3 separate regions of the Mus musculus genome follow, and regions 2 and 3 are each linked to region 1. The links are chromatin contacts, called in public Micro-C and promoter capture Hi-C maps. All regions are on one chromosome and are shown on one strand. The core of a region is the stretch at or near the end of the contact, and the rest is flanking DNA. Distances in the headings are between cores, read along the strand shown. Region 1 holds the start of Pgm2l1 (phosphoglucomutase 2-like 1). Region 2 holds the start of Tpbgl (trophoblast glycoprotein-like). Region 3 holds the start of Klhl35 (kelch-like 35).

Region 1 (3,374 bases), core at 336-2,835:
TCATTTCCACTATTTGCAGCAAGCTCTTCATCGTGGACTAAACATTCTTGCACATATCCTATCTCTCCAGATTTTATTTCTGGGGATTTTGGTTGTGACCCTAGCTTTAACAGCTGAAGCATCACTCCAGCCCTAGATTTTACTTCTTGAAGGGAATTGTTTATATTCTTCTAATATCAGCTCCTAGCATAATTCTTGTTTTGTTGATTTTTAAGGCAAACACTGCAACCCCTTACAATGACATATATTATTTTTCAGAATCTCTCAATACAATTATTTTATGCTAGTAGTTTGGATTTTATTAGAACAAATGATGTCTTTAAAAAATAAAAGGAATACTTTGGATTTATTATGTCTTTTATCTTTGAGCCTCAAAACACTCTAAAACTATTTCTTCAATTACTGTACTGTCATGCTATAAATATTATATAATCCTTACAAGAGCAAAAGGCTGATGAGGAAGAGTTTTAATATACTTGGTCAAGTCACACCAAGAAGGTATTTGGCACAGTGTGGTGGTGCACACCTGGAATTCCAGCACTCAAGAGTTCAATTTCAGCCTGGCGTATATTATGTTCAAGGCTAGCCAAAGCCATAGAGGAGACCCTGTCTCAAAAACAGAGAAAGCAGAGTGGTCCATATACAAGACTTCAGTATTTCTCTGGCCTCAAGTAATGAGACCTGAAAGGCGCACATTTATAGAAGAAAGAAAGTGAAGGTGTTCATTTCTTTTTTCCTCTGTATTCCTACTTGTTCATGAATTTTATGATGTTTGTACATTCTTAAAATAGGGTTAAATGCTGACCCATCATCTGACAACCTTCTTATCTATTTTCCAGACATTATATTCTCTCTACCTCTATTCCGCGGCTACAACTGAACAAAAACAACTGCCAGCTGAGGTAACATAACAGACTGAAACCCGCATTCATTTCTCAGGAACGCTACTGCTCAGAAAATTCGGTTTGCCTTTCAGTTCCTTCTGTGTAAAGTGGGAAAGGAATATACATACAACCTACCACACAGGATGAATGAAATGACAAAAAACGACTCGTAAACTTTCAAGTACAAATAGATACCGTTGTTCCTTACGTCATTCCTTTTTTACCTTAAAGCAGGAGACCACCACTGCACAACATAAGTAAGAAGCGTCAGGGAACAGGTGGTGCTTTTTCTCTCCGAGGGAAGGGAAAGGCAACGGGTGTACAGAACTCGGGGAACCGGGGAAAACTACAACTCCCGTGAGGCGTCACGCGCGCCACTTTGGGCTCCCAAGCGAGACCAAGCCCTGAGGCGAAGAGGGTGGGGCCTGCGCGCGCCGGGGACTCTCCTAGTGAGTGCAGAGGCGGGCTGCTTGAGACGACGGGGACACCAGGTGGAGGCGCACGTGCGAGTGCGGGGCGGGTGATAAGGGAAAGACAGCTGAGGAACGGCATTAAAAAAACAAAGCCAGCTGTGCACTGTCGCCTCAGCGGACAGCAAACGCTGCAGCGGAGGTGCGGGGCGCGCGCTCCCGGGCTCGCGCCTCATGCCTCGGGCACTCGGACGGGCCGGGGCGGGCGGGGGCGGCGCGGGCGGCGCGGGGGCGGGGCCTAAGGCGGCGCGGGCGAAGGCGGCGACCCAGACATCTGGGACTGTTGTTGTTCTCTCGCCTCACGCCCGCCTCAGTCAGTTCGAGCTGAGATCCGGAGCTAGTCTGCTGGGAGGCGGCTGTCCTGTCTCCGCCCTCTCTCCGGGTTCGCTGGAGCTGCGGCAGGAGCTGGCGCGGACTGAACAGCTCGCGGTTGGTCTCCGATGCCCTTCGTCAAGGAGGGGGTTTCTGGACCCTGGTGAGCGCACCTAGAGCCCCCCTGACTCAGTGTCTTCGCCCGCCCCTCGGGCCCGCAAACCCGTGTGTCTACCATGGCTGAGAACGCAGATGATGACCTGAACTCTAACCTGCTCCACGCCCCCTACCTCACTGGGGACCCCCAGCTAGACACGGCCATCGGGCAGTGGCTGCGTTGGGACAAGGTGGGTACCTGGTCACCCCGGCATCTGTCCCCTCTTTCTGCTCACCCTCGCACAGTCCACCCTTTCCGGTACCCACCCAGGGCTCTGGAGGCTCCAGGGGAGATGGCTCCAGCCAGCGCAGGGCTAGTGGAGTTGGGCGATGCCTCTCACCTATGCAGGGGCTGCTTTCCCCGGCGGGCTGGGCTGGGCAGGGACGACTGCAGTCTCTTTCTTTTGTGGTAGGCTACACCGCAGTCCCGCTTCCTCCCTTGCTGCCCCTTCCCTTCCAGTGAGTATCATCTCTCATGGTCAAAATACTTCGTCCTCATTCTCATCGTTGTAAGTTATCCTCTGTGTACTATGCATCCATCACCTTTCCTCTTTCTCCTTTGACTTCCTTCTCTGCAGAACCAGAAAGTGGCTTCTGGTTCTTGAACGTTACTAACCACTCACTATGTTGCTCTGCTGTGTTTCCACCCTCTGTCACTAGGTAATCGCTGGCTAGGTATTCGCTAGTCTATTTCACTCTTATTTTCTGGTATCACCTTTTGCTATTAAATGTGACAAGGGTTCTCCTCTTATTTCATTCCTCTGCCGGCAGTTATTTATTGGAAGTATCCTGTTCAAAAAATTGTCATGGACATCTAGAATAGTCTAGTTGTACTGATAGAATTTGCACCATTCTCAAATCTTAAAAGGCAGATTCTGATCAGATATTTAGGAATTGCTTAGGAATTTCAGAATTGCTGATGCCATCGTTTCTTCTCTCTCCCTCCCCTTGTGCAGGTATATAGGGTGGGTTGGTGAAAGCTAGAATTAAAATGCATCCTTTTCACTTGTAAACGAGGCTCTTGGAGGCTTTTTCAGAGGGTGGGATGATAATCCCAGTGTTTGTTTTCTCAAGTGCATATGATACAGCTGCTAAAACAAAAAAGGCAGCACATTTAAAACTGAATTAAGGGGTTTGTATGGAGGTATGTGAGATTTTGTTATACAAAAGAACTACTTAATTAGCTTTCTGAAAAAGTTTATTTTCATTTTTTTCCAGGTATCTATGCATTTAAGAAGGGAAACAAAACAAAACAAACAAACAAAAAAACCCAACTAAATACTGAGTGTTCTAGGCCAGACAGGAAATGCTGGTGGTGAGAAAGATAGAAAGAGTTCTTGCCGTCAGCAAGCCTTTAGTTCGTAGATAAGGAAGTCCAACAAATAAGCAATTACAATAAAGTATTTGGTGTTACTGGGTCATATATTTCTCAGATGTTCTAATCCTTCTTCTAGAGTCTGAACCAATGTTTCTCAGACCCGAAAGTGCTAACAGATCATCTGGGAATCTTGAGGCATTTGTTGACCAGACAACTAGGGTGGGGCCTGACAGC
Region 2 (3,006 bases), core at 267-2,766, 600 kb before region 1:
GTGGTAGCCCTCCATCTGATCTCTGCAGGCCTCGCGCAAATTGTGCATCCAGCGTTGGATGCCGCGGCGGTTTAGGTAGAGCACCATGAGGAAGATGAGGCCGATGAGTGCCAGCACCAGCCCGAAGAAGACGTAAGAGGCTTCCAACTCCGGGCCGGCGACGTCTATCCCTTCCCCGCTCTCGTGTGCATCGCCGTCGGAGCAACCTAGTCGCGCCTCGTCCAGGTCTATCAGAGGCCGGTCCAACAGTACGCGCGGGGAAGCGCAGCGCAGGCGGCGCGCGTCGGGTACGCGCTCGGTGGCGTTGTGCAGCCAGGCCAGCAGGGGGCGCGAGGTGCACCCACAGCTCAGTGGGTTGTCCGCCAGCAGCAGGCGCGGCTGGGGCAGGTCGCCATCGCGCTCAAGCGCGCTCAGCTCGTCCGGGCCCAGGCCGGCCAGCGCGTTGACACGCGCATCCAGCTGCTCCAGGCGGGGCAGGCGCAGCGCGGCGAGTGGCAGGCGGCTCAGCGCGTTGCCTACCAAGCCCAGCAGGCGAAGCTCGGCCAGGGGGGCCAGAGCGGCGTCCAGTGCATCCAGCATCCCGGGGCTGCCTCGAGCCAGCGCGTGATTGAGCTGTAGTGAGCGCAGCGCAGGCAGCCCGCGAAAGGCGCGGTAGCCCAGGGCGCGTAGCGGGTTGTGGCTTAGGTCGAGTGCCGCCAGGCTGGGCAACCCGTCGAAGGCACCGTCCTCTACTACCTCGATGTTGTTGTGTGTGAGGCGCAGCGCGGTAAGGAGCGGTAGGCGCACGCCGTCCGTCGCCCCCTCGCCCCCTCCCGCGAAGGCTGCGGCGCGCAGCACGGTCAGGTTGGCGCCCACGATGGTGAGGTTGCGCGCGTCGGGTGGCACGTCCCGGGGCGGCTGCCGGAGCTCCGCGCCCGACGCGCAGCGCAACATTAACCGGGGGCTGCCGAAGCAGTAACACTGGAAGGGACAGGGCGCGGCGGGCCGGCTCAGCGCCGCCGCCAAGAGCAGCAGCCCTGGCAGCGGGCTCCAGAGCCCCCGCTGTCCCGCGCGCGGGGCCATCGCGGCCGTCCCCGCATCCAGCCCCCGGCCCGCAGCGCTCACCAGTGAATTGGGAGCGTTTGGAGATGATGGGATGGGGGTGGCACGGGAAGGTGGCTGTGGGCTAGACCTTGACCCGGAGCAGCTGACAGTTCCGACCGGTCCGTCCTCCAGCTTGTAAAGTCCGAGGAGCCTTCACTTTGATGGCTGGGGGCTACAGGGGTCAGGCGGGGAGCGGAGCCCCCCGCCCTCGCTGCCCTCGTCGCCCTGCGCTCCGGCCTCCGACTTCCGCGGCTGTTCCGGGCTCCGAGCCGAGTGGGCAGGGTTTGCCTCCCCCTCCCCGCCTCCTGGCCGCCTCCTCCGCCCCCAGCGGAGTCTCCGCACCTCCTCGCAAGGGAGGCGGGGTGGGAGGCTCCGGAGATGCAGGCTTAGGGCCGCTGCGCTCTCTTGCTCCCCTGCTCTCTAGTTCACGAGCTGCTGAGAAGTTTGGCTCCCCAAGCTCTGACTTGCTTCTTTCCCCACCCCCTTCGTTTAGGCAGCTTCTTTCCTCCTCCCTCCGAAGCACACGTGGGGCGGGGCCCTCAGGGCTGACCTGGCAGGTGGATCTGTGCACCCAGAGAAGGTGGGAGAGTTTAGAGCTGTCCCTAGAAAAGGAGGCAGGGCTGAGGGGTGGGCTGACAAAGTTACTCTTCTTGTAGTCAAGGAAAGGAGCTGTGCTAAGGGAGCGAGCCTGGAAAATCCCTAGCCTTGGATGTCTCCTTTGCGAACCCAGTTCCCTTAGGCTGTGTCTAAAACTCTGCAGGTCCTGTGTGTCCAGTCTTTTATCGACCCTCTTCTATGTTCTAAAACACCCTCTGTCCCCACATCTCCCGCGCCCTAATTCAGGCTGCTCTGCCTCTGCCAAGACCACTCCCATTGGTTCCACCTTTCAGGCTGGGCCCCTCCTAGGCTCAGGGAGCGGTGGGTGGAGTGATTCAGCTCTTTGCTTGCCCACCCCGCCCCAGCACTGAGTACTGCCAGGATACTGTGCCCCTTCCCCTCCAAATTGCCCTACCAGTCAATATTGAGTGGTGTGCCGGTTGGGGAGAGGGCTCTAGGAGCAGGAAAATCAGGAACTGATTTTGTAGTGGAGGGTGGGGGTGTGGTAAAATCCAGGGCTGAGGTGGGGGCTGAGCTGTTAATAGGCTTGTTTTGTTTTGTTTTGTTTTTCTTTCTTTCTGGGTTTTACTTATTTACTTTTTTTTTCCTCCAGAATTGAGAAGCTCAAGACCTGATTTAAAGAGACAGACTCCAGAGGAGGGAGCATTCCTGGTCTTGGCATGAATTATTCAGGTTGGAGAAGCTGACATTTGATCTGCAGGCCATTCGAGTATCTTACTTGGCAGAGCTGGTTGGGATAGAGGCTCCCCTCCTCCCCATAAGCATCAGTCAGTCTCTTTCTCCTGAACTGAAGACTACTGGTTGGTTTCTTCCCTGAAGTTGCATTTAGAAGATCGACCAGCAAATTGAAACCACTTTCTGAGGCATATCCTGCATTCCCTGGGTCTCAGGCAAATACCAACACTAAGGACCAGGCTGGTGATCTTGCTGGACTCCCTCAGCTCATATTGACCTAGTCCTGTCTCCATGATAACCTCCAGATGCTAGCAGATGACAGTAGTAGCTTTTAGAGCTGGACATGTCTGTATACATGGCCACCTGAGTTTACACACGTGTGCCTCTACACAAAAAGGCAAACTTTACACAAACAGACTTACACATGCCCATGTGTGGTCTATCAAATTTATTCTTACTTGGATGTGCATGCATGTGCACGGGAGGCTTGCACACAGCAGTTCCAAACAAATGTGTCTCACATAGACACATGCAGGCACATTCGTGCCTGTGTACATAGCGGCTTTGAGTGTAACCTGGTATGTGTCCATAGAGTCAGAAGCATACCAAAGTGCTTGAGTGTTCACTCAC
Region 3 (3,205 bases), core at 501-3,000, 760 kb before region 1:
CTGACAACCTCAGCTGGACTTGAGAATGCACGCTCTGCGCTAGATTTTTACCACCAGAACAAAAAACCAGAGTAAAACAACATAGTAAGAAGTAGGATTTATTTTTCAATACTTGGTAACTTAACTATTGCTACTAGGAAGAGTATCATGGTGTCAGGGAGCATGTGTCAGAACAAATGACATACTCCATGGTGGGCAGGAGCCAGAAAGCAAGAAAATACAGGGCCAACCAACTATACCCCAACTTGAACTCTCTGCCACTTCACAGTAATACCATCAAATTATTAGTCCATTAATGGATGAGCCCATTAGAAAGGTGCTCAAAGACTTCTCCATAGTACCACCAGCCTAGGGACCAAGGTACCAACTTGTAGAGCTTTAAAAATAATTTTTTTTGGAGACAGGGACTCACTATATAGCCCTGAGCTATCCCAGAATTCACTAAGTAGACCAGGCTGTCCCAGAACTTGCAGAGATCCTGAGTATTGAAATAAATAGCATGTACCACACTACACCTGATCTAAATTTTTCTCATTTTTATTTGTTATGTGCGGATGTGTGAATGTGCATGGGTACCTGTGTGCTACAAGTATGTATGTGAATGGGTTCTCTCCTTCCACCTTGTGGATTTCAGATATCCTCAGGCATAGAAGCAGGTGCCTTTATCTCTGAGCCATCTCTCTGGCGCCATAAAGCCTTCCAGGGGACACTCTATACTCATACCAAACCATAATATCTCCCATCTTCCACGATCTCTAAGCCTACCTGAGCCAGGCAGTATCGGGCTCTAACACACAGAGGTAACTCCACACAAAGGGCAGAGTCACCATTACCCTCCTGCTGATGAGCGACGTCAGGCCGAGGGGCAGGCATCGATGTAGTCAGTGTTGTCCAGTGACAACACTGTGACAGTGACAGTATGACAACTGTGACAGTGTCCTGACACAACAGGACAGACGCTATTGGAGGCCACCTCCTCCCTGGATTGCTGTGCTCCTGTGACAAGCCCTGCAGTCCTTCACAGAGGCAGCAAGAGGTCCCACACCACCCTCTAAACCCACACTGTCTGGCTCCGGGAGGTCAGGTGGACTCAGAGCCATCCCATTCTCTCTCCATCCACTTCAATGTGCTCAGTGCCAACACGTGCTCCCACTGTGTCCTTTCCACTTGGACACCACACAATACACACAACCCAGAAGATCCTGGTCACACCTGCATGAGCATCTGTCCACACAGACACCTTATACTCATTCCTTACACACACAAACCCGACATGCAAATGACCAGTCACAAATACAGTGACAGGAACGCTGTGAGGGAGGAACCTGTGTGAGTTGGTGACAAAGAGGCAGAAGGGAAACCAGGATCCACAACAAAGGCAGCCACATTCTTGGTTACATCCAAAGCTATGTAGTCACATGTCCCCAGAGCCCAAGCACCCCAGTACTACAGTCACTGTGTGTATGCACTCACACACATACAAGTTCTAGAAACACCTACACACTGATAACCACCCATCTACCTGAAGCAGACACCCCAACCTTCAAAACACCGCAGCCCACCATAACACACAACCAATTCCACGCTTATCTACACTCCTCCCTTCCAAAACTGGCCCAAGAGTGGAACAAAAGCCCAGTGCCCATTCCTACCGGCTCCCTCTCCTCCCCTCCCCCCCTGGCGCCCAGACAGACCCTTTGTCCTCCCGCAGCTGAGCCCAAGTGGGAGTCTAGGCAAAGCGAGAATAAAATCAGCTCAGGCTGCAAGGCAAGCAGGCAGAGCTGGCAAGCGGCAGGCACAGACAGGAGCAGCTCTGCCAGAGAAGCAGTCCCAGGAAGAGGGCGTGGCCAGGTAAGAGCCAAGTACCTGGGTTAGCAGTTGGCTAAAGTGGTGTCTTGTTCTGAGGGGCGTCCACCCAAAGTGTGAGCCTGTGTGGTGTGTAAGAGTGTATGTGGGGGTGGAGGTGTGTGTGTGTGTGTGTGTGTGTGTGTGTGTGTGTGTGTGTATCCGGGGTAAGAGCAGGATAGTGGCTCACTGAGCCAGTTTCACAGGCTGAGACTCTGAGATGGAAGAATGCTGACAGAATCCCTAACTTCTCATGCATCCTTGGACTCCCAGACGATAGACTCCATGGTGGAAACTGAGTCTCCCACTATCGTGTCCCTACAGTTCCCTCAGCCTAGGACAGAGGTGGCAGTAGAATGCGTAAGTATTGGCACAGTCCACCACACTAGCAGGCAGACTCCTTTTGCTGAGACCTGCCTTCCTGGGTCTCAGCCTAGAGAGTAGCTGTGTCCTAGGCTAGCTAAGGACAGCCCTGCTGCACTCTGACAACCTGTCTCATTTCCCTCTGTGTACGCCTGGTCGTTCCTTGAGGACTCACCTCCCCCCTGGCAAGGGCTTCCAGGTACATGGTGGACTTGGGCTGGCAGCCTCTATCTGGGCTACAGTCCTTGTCCACCAGGAACTTATTTCTTATGACTCTGAGGCAAGGGATCCACCTACATGGTCCTGCATAGGCTAGGAGAGGCAGGCTGATCTGCAGATGGGACAATGTAGGTAGGGAGAGGCAGATAAGAAGCAGAGATGAGCCATGGAGTAAGTTCCCACAGAAAGGAGACCTCGGTCCATTTACAGACCAGGCCAAGTACTGACTGTGTGTTCTTAAGGACCAAGTCCTAACCAGGGTGAACGGCCTGCAATCTGTGGTGCGTTTTCATACACACCCCTTCACTGACCCTCACAGCAATCCTCTCAAGGGCAGGCTCCCTCCATATGGCTGCTTCCTCACAACTCCTCTAAGGGTCAACTTACCCACACCCCATGCTGTAAAAAGGTAAGCCGATGACTGGGGCATACTACAAATGCAGCAATTTTATATACTTCATCCAATAGTTACAGTTCTGTGGCTAGGAACTCTAACTATTCTGTTTCATAAACGGTGCCAGTGGCTTGCCTAGGTGAGATCACACCAGACTAAAGGAGGATGATAGCTCCATGTGGTCCCTAGAACCTGGATCTTCCCACTGGAGACTAGAAACATCTCTCACTCTTGCTTTTACACAGCTAATTCTGCCCATCTCAGGAATCTCTTTCCTATCTCTGCCCCAACTGTGTTTATTATCCTTTCTGAGCTCCCCCAATTCTCCTGAGATCTCTCAAAGGACCTCTGCCCTCGCTCTGAGATCCAGAAAGGCAGGAATTA

What was found. A called contact is a pair of places that touch in the nucleus more often than the background predicts. Capture Hi-C pulls out chosen DNA fragments and counts their contacts.
Region 2: a contact with region 1 is called in a Micro-C map of embryonic stem cells, with 7 times the contacts expected there. The contact joins the promoter of Tpbgl here to the promoter of Pgm2l1 in region 1. A contact is called at or near these places in 3 of 39 promoter capture datasets (the 3T3-L1 cell line, hippocampal neurons and liver) and 1 of 484 Hi-C or Micro-C datasets (embryonic stem cells).
Region 3: a promoter capture Hi-C map of adipose tissue shows a contact between it and region 1, with 4 times the contacts expected there. The contact joins the promoter of Klhl35 here to the promoter of Pgm2l1 in region 1. A contact is called at or near these places in 1 of 39 promoter capture datasets (liver), 1 of 115 datasets of contacts at active chromatin or transcription factors (microglia) and 1 of 9 other capture datasets (adipose tissue).

What each region holds. Positions count from the first base shown.
Region 1 is chr7:100,226,022-100,229,395 of GRCm38.p6, forward strand. It overlaps Pgm2l1 (phosphoglucomutase 2-like 1), which reads left to right and starts at 1,586. Exons shown (of 14, transcript NM_027629.3): 1 at 1,586-2,013. The coding sequence starts at 1,903. It overlaps Gm34877 (a long non-coding RNA gene), which reads right to left and starts at 1,384. Exons shown (of 3, transcript XR_869834.3): 1 at 1,109-1,384.
Region 2 is chr7:99,625,587-99,628,592 of GRCm38.p6, forward strand. It overlaps Tpbgl (trophoblast glycoprotein-like), which reads right to left and starts at 1,517. Exons shown (of 1, transcript NM_001195529.1): 1 at 1-1,517. The coding sequence starts at 1,062.
Region 3 is chr7:99,464,254-99,467,458 of GRCm38.p6, forward strand. Klhl35 (kelch-like 35) reads left to right here and starts at 1,751. Exons shown (of 7, transcript NM_028145.1): 1 at 1,751-1,851.